Regions from separate parts of the Mus musculus genome. Here region 2 is linked to region 1. Evidence: chromatin contacts called from public HiChIP or PLAC-seq data. All regions are on one chromosome and are shown on one strand. Each heading gives the region's core, a stretch centred on a gene start, on an enhancer-like site or on the middle of the called end of the contact. The rest is flanking DNA. Distances are from core to core; before and after follow the strand shown. Region 1 overlaps Hhipl2 (hedgehog interacting protein-like 2). Region 2 overlaps Gm34068 (predicted gene, 34068).

Evidence for each region. HiChIP or PLAC-seq counts read pairs in DNA pulled down with a chosen protein or histone mark.
Region 2: a contact with region 1 is called in an HNF4G HiChIP or PLAC-seq map of pancreatic cancer cells. The contact joins two enhancer-like sites. A contact is called at or near these places in 1 of 484 Hi-C or Micro-C datasets (nephron progenitors) and 1 of 115 datasets of contacts at active chromatin or transcription factors (pancreatic cancer cells).

What each region holds. Positions count from the first base shown.
Region 1 is chr1:183,434,134-183,436,683 of GRCm38.p6, forward strand. Hhipl2 (hedgehog interacting protein-like 2) reads left to right here. Exons shown (of 9, transcript NM_030175.5): 8 at 910-992; 9 at 2,076-2,550. The coding sequence ends at 2,347. Among named protein-coding and RNA genes, the nearest start is that of Hhipl2, 17 kb to the left of the region's middle. Within about 2 kb of position 1,273, at least 14 of the 459 cell types and tissues checked have an H3K27ac peak or open chromatin away from gene starts, as enhancers often do. A contact at or near this core is called in pancreatic cancer cells, where this site is marked.
Region 2 is chr1:183,807,101-183,809,650 of GRCm38.p6, forward strand. Gm34068 (predicted gene, 34068) reads left to right here. Exons shown (of 3, transcript NR_151520.1): 3 at 2,313-2,550. Among named protein-coding and RNA genes, the nearest start is that of Gm34068, 59 kb to the left of the region's middle. Within about 2 kb of position 1,266, at least 6 of the 459 cell types and tissues checked have an H3K27ac peak or open chromatin away from gene starts, as enhancers often do. A contact at or near this core is called in pancreatic cancer cells, where this site is marked.

The DNA of each region.
Region 1 (2,550 bases), core at 23-2,522:
TATGTAAGTACTCTGTAGCTATCTTCAGACACACCAGAAGAGGGAGTCAGATCTTGTTACGGATGGTTGTGAGCCACCATGTGGTTGCTGGAATTTGAACTCCAGACCTTCAGAAGAGCAATTGGGTGCTCTTACCCACTGAGCCATCTCACCAGCCCAAAGTGATTCATTATTACCATTGCAACAATTATTACTACCATCACCACCATCACCATCACTGTCACTATCATCACCACCATCATCACATCACCATTATCACCACCAACATTACCACCATCACCACCACCATCATCACATCACCATTATCACCACCAACATTACCACCATCATCACCACCATCACCGTCACCATCAACACCATCATCACTACCATCATCACCATCACCACCATCACCACCATCGTCACCATCAACACCATCATCACCATCATCACCACTATCACCACCATCACCATCCCCATTATCTGTTCAGCACTTACTATCTGTTGGACCTTGTCCAAATGTTATTTTTTTAAACTCCATTCTTCACCAGTCACTTATGGTGTGGCAGAGACACAGCTCTCAGTTAACCTTCACTATTTCCCTGTGAGCCATTGAAAACCATTTTTTTTTTCATTTCATAGATGCATAAATTGAGGCTTTGTAAGATGTCCTGGGCTACTCTGATATGGACCCAGTTGTGCCTGTCACCAGACCCCATGCTGACCTCCATTCTCCACTGCCTCCTGAAGGCACTGGGGACCCTTCCTCCTCTCCATCTGAGCTCAGCGCACACTCCTACCATAACTACCCAGCCCCTGGACAAGAAAGGGCCAAGCCCAGCTCTTGTAAATGTACACCCTGAGGAGACCTCGATGTGTGATTGTGATTTCACCAACTTGTGACACTGCCCTCTCTGCCCGTGTTTATAGGCGAGCCCCACCAGGCAAGTGCAAATACAAGCCAGTGCCCGTGAAAACCAAGAGTAAGAAGGTCCGGTTCCGGCCACTCGCCGGTGAGTCCCTTCCTGAGGTTTGGCTTAGTCATGGGTACAGCCACATCCTTAGCAAACACGTGGTAATCCCCTGGGTGGAGGGTCAGACTTTCCTGTTTTCTTCTTGTAATATTTATTGTGTCTGCATGCTTTGCCTGCATTTGTATATGTGCACTGCCTGTGTGTGTGTGTGTGTGTGTGTGTGTGTGTGTGTGTGTGTGTGCAGGAGCCTACAGAGCCCAGAATGAGGCTTCAGATGCCCTGTAACCCGGGTTCCTGTTGGTTGTGAGCCACTGGGTGGTGCTGGGAACTGATCCTGGGCCTTCAGCAAGAGCAGATAGTGTTCTCAATGGCTGAGCTGTCTTGAGCTCCAGGGGTCATAATTCCTCTCTAAAGGGTTATGAGGACTATTAACTTGTAGCTCAGTGTATGCATCTCTTCTGCAGACCGGAATTAGTGGGATGCCTGCTTCTACTGTGATCTGCTGTCCTCTAGTCATCCGTCCATGCATGCATGCAATTGTTTATGTATTCATTCATTTGGTGATAATTATTCAGTATTTACTTTGTGGGAGGTTCTGTGCTAAGCCTGGAGATACAGCAACAGATACTCAACACCTCTGACCTATGCAAATTTGGAGTCAGATGGGAGGGGGACATAGAGAAATAAGTTAGTTGTGAGGTTCTGGTTTGGAGGCTATGTAGGTTACTGTGAGGGAGCCTGAGGTGAGGAATTCTTCATGGTAAAACAGGGAGTCATGGAAGACTTTTAAGAGGCAAGATGCAATCTTAGGCAGACATCCCAGAACCACTTATCTCTGGAGTGACCTCAATCCACAAAGGAAGGCATTTACTGCCAGGCCTGATAGGGGTATTAAAACAATGTCAATACAAACAATTGATACCACAGTTCCCTTATGGCAAGCTGGGTGTGGCGGCACTCACAGTACCAGTTCCTCAGGAGGCAGAGGTAGGAGGATTGCTTGAACCAGAGTTGGAGGCCAGCCCAGAGAACTCTGCCAGGCCCTGTGAGGTTCCTTAGGGCTCCTTTTACAGCTTCTTCCTGGGGTGTCCCTTTCTCACTGAATCAATGCTTACCTTCCAGCCACAGTCTTGGACTTGCTGAAGGAGGAATCGCAGAAAGCAGCCCGAAAAGCATCCAACGCAACCTTCACTTCTAGCTCAGACAGGGTTGCATCTCAGAAGGGCTCCCTCAAGAAGCCAGCTTCTTCCCGAAGCAGCAAGAAAACATTTCGAAGGCCTGGTACCAAGAAGAAAAGCAGAGTGTGGTCCCCACGTCCCCAGGGCAAGAGGAAGCCCAATCTTGACAGCCATGGTGTAGGGATGAGACAGGCCGCAGGCAGAAGTCACCCATGACCTCTTGGTCATCTTGGCCGATGAGACCTGAGACAGGAGAATGCTTCACTGAGTGCATAATGCTGTCCATTCTGAGTCTGGGACTCAGACAGTCAAGAAGCCTGGGTGGCGGTGGGCTGTTTTCTGTGTGGTCTTTTCCCTCCCTGGGAAATCTTGCTGTCTACTGAAGAAACATGAGCCTGGTCTGCGGGCAGCATTTCTGT
Region 2 (2,550 bases), core at 16-2,515, 370 kb after region 1:
CACAATTAAAACTAGGTTCTGCTATTCCTGGGAACCATATTTTTAGAGTTTAAGCTGGGTGTAATGAGAATTCTAAAAATAACATTGTGAAAGGTGAGGCTAAGTGTGGGGGGCTGAGTTCACCCTGGTGCTGGGGCAATAAAACATTATCCGTGGTCCATTTAAAGCCCTTCAGCCCTGGGATAACGTTTTTTGCTTGGACAGAAGCTTAGTTCATCCTGTTTGGACCCAACTCAGTTTCCATCGACATGGTGGTGGTCCAGGGAATAGGAACTATGAATGAGTTATTAGGGGAATTTTAAAGCTGTTGAAAAACCTCAGGGGGCAGCTTCTTTCACAGGAGCTCTGGTTACACTGAGCCGAGAGGTTTGGGGTATCCACTGTTGGGACCACCACAGCTGGCCAGCTCACAGCCTTCCAGCATGAGGGCTCTTCTTAGAATCATGCTTCTTAAGCCCCGAAGGCTGCCAATAATAACGATCTCTGGGTTGGCAATGAGAGAGCCTGTAACCTCAGACCCAGCTCTCGGCACCCAGTAGTGTGCCTAAACTATGATACATGCCTTGTAACAGATGTGAGAGACTTCAAGATTTTAATAAGTCCAGGCTTTGGAATGGATATAGATTTCCTGGATGGAAAAGCCCTATATTAACTGTCCCACCCACAGCTCCTTTAAACACACATGAGCACTCATCACACACGAAGCCCTCCGTGCATGTGCGCATTGCCAGGTTCCTGCTTGAGGCAGACCTGACCCCAGCAGCAGATGGGCATTATCAAGTTTCTTATCACATCCTTGCCATCCAGTAACTTGACGTCTCCTGTTTTTTGGGCCGTGCTAATGAGGCTGATGTTGCAAGCTTACTTTTGCTGATGAGCTACATGGCTTTCCTCTTGTGTGTTCAGGGATATTTTCCCTAGCTTGTTTGCCTGTTTATTTAAACTCAACCTGCAAGTCTGGGTCTGGGATAAGATCACCGACTGCTTGTCTGTTGGCTCACAAATGTCTTGCTTCAGATGCAGACAAGATCTGAGATAAGCTAGTTCCATATGGGCACAAGTATATGAAGAACACTGGATGTGTTGTTAATACCAGCAGGGCAGCGTCTGATAGACTAAACTAACCCTGATTCTCTAAGCAGCCTTAGCCCAAAGCAATGGCAACAATGATTTCTGTGACCTTGAACATGTACAGGGCATCTGATCACACAGTGCCTTCTGCAGGGGCAGGCAAGAGCCATCTACATTTATGTTGTAGCCTGAGTAAACATAAAAAGAATTCTTACTTTCCTATGTACACAAATGCTTAGTAGCACTCCCTGGGGCTGAGGTTACTGTTTGAGAATTGTGAATGCACAGTTGATAGTAGACTGAACAGCCTACATAACTTTCTGTCAGAAAAGCGGTGATTTTAGCAATGGTGAGGTGTTTGCAAGTGGTCAAATCTAACTCCATCATTTTTAGACTGATATCAAATTACAGGCTGGAGAAATGTCTTTCTCAACATTACCTGGCATTTGGTATATATCTGGAGTTACTTAAGACTCAGGCCAAACTCTATCAGGGTTTTGTTGATTCTGTCAAGTAAGGTCTACCCAATGGACTTTTCAGTATCTTTTTCTTTGTCTCTACTCTTTTTATTTTGTGTCCCTTTGCCCAGTGGCAGCAAGGAGTACCTACACTTTTGTTCTTTCTCAATAAGTCTTCCCCTAAAACTATTATTCAGAAATCACCAGACCAACGTGTTCACACCACCACACAAACGAATGAAAAGCTGCTTTCTAGCTTTGTGTGCCTTGTAAACATTAAATTGAACTTGCGGTCAGATTTAGTTATGGCATCCGAGCAGCCTCAGGTCAGCACAGTTTGGGAAGCAATGGTCAAAATGGTCCATAGCTTGGATCTCATCGGTCCAGATTTATACCTGTTAAAGAATTGTGAGCTGATAGATTGGGCAAAAGCCATTAATTCATGTGGTTTCCTAACAGTTACAGAAATGAGAACCAAAGGAGACAGTGAGTTTTCCCCATGCTCAAGGAGCTAGTTAATGATGAGGCAGAGGTGAGCCTTTGGGATCAATCATCATGAAGGTAATGGGCTGAACAAAAGATGTTCCATGGGGGGTCCCTTTCCCCATTCCTCTAAGAAATGCTTTCTGGATGACTGTGTGGTATATGTGCATAGTGTTTAGTATGTGTTTTTGAGGTGTGTATACGTCAAGTTTGCCTGGTATGTATATGTGTATGTATATTTGTATTTGAGGTGGGTATATGTACATAGTTTATGTAGTATGTCTATTTGTGTATTGACAGAAGCCACCTAGGAAAGGCCATGTGGGAAGCAAGTGAGTTTCCTGGAGACAGCCCACCATTTTACATGGATATGACGGGTACAGTCTGGAGAGGCCCAGCCCCAGAAACGTCCCAGGATGGCTTTTTACTTCTGATAAAACTTTCTTCCTGGGCATCAGCCCACCCTATTGAGCAAATTCGACCCTGCAGATCAGCATGAAGATGAACTTTCATGAATTAATGCTCCTTAGATGAATTG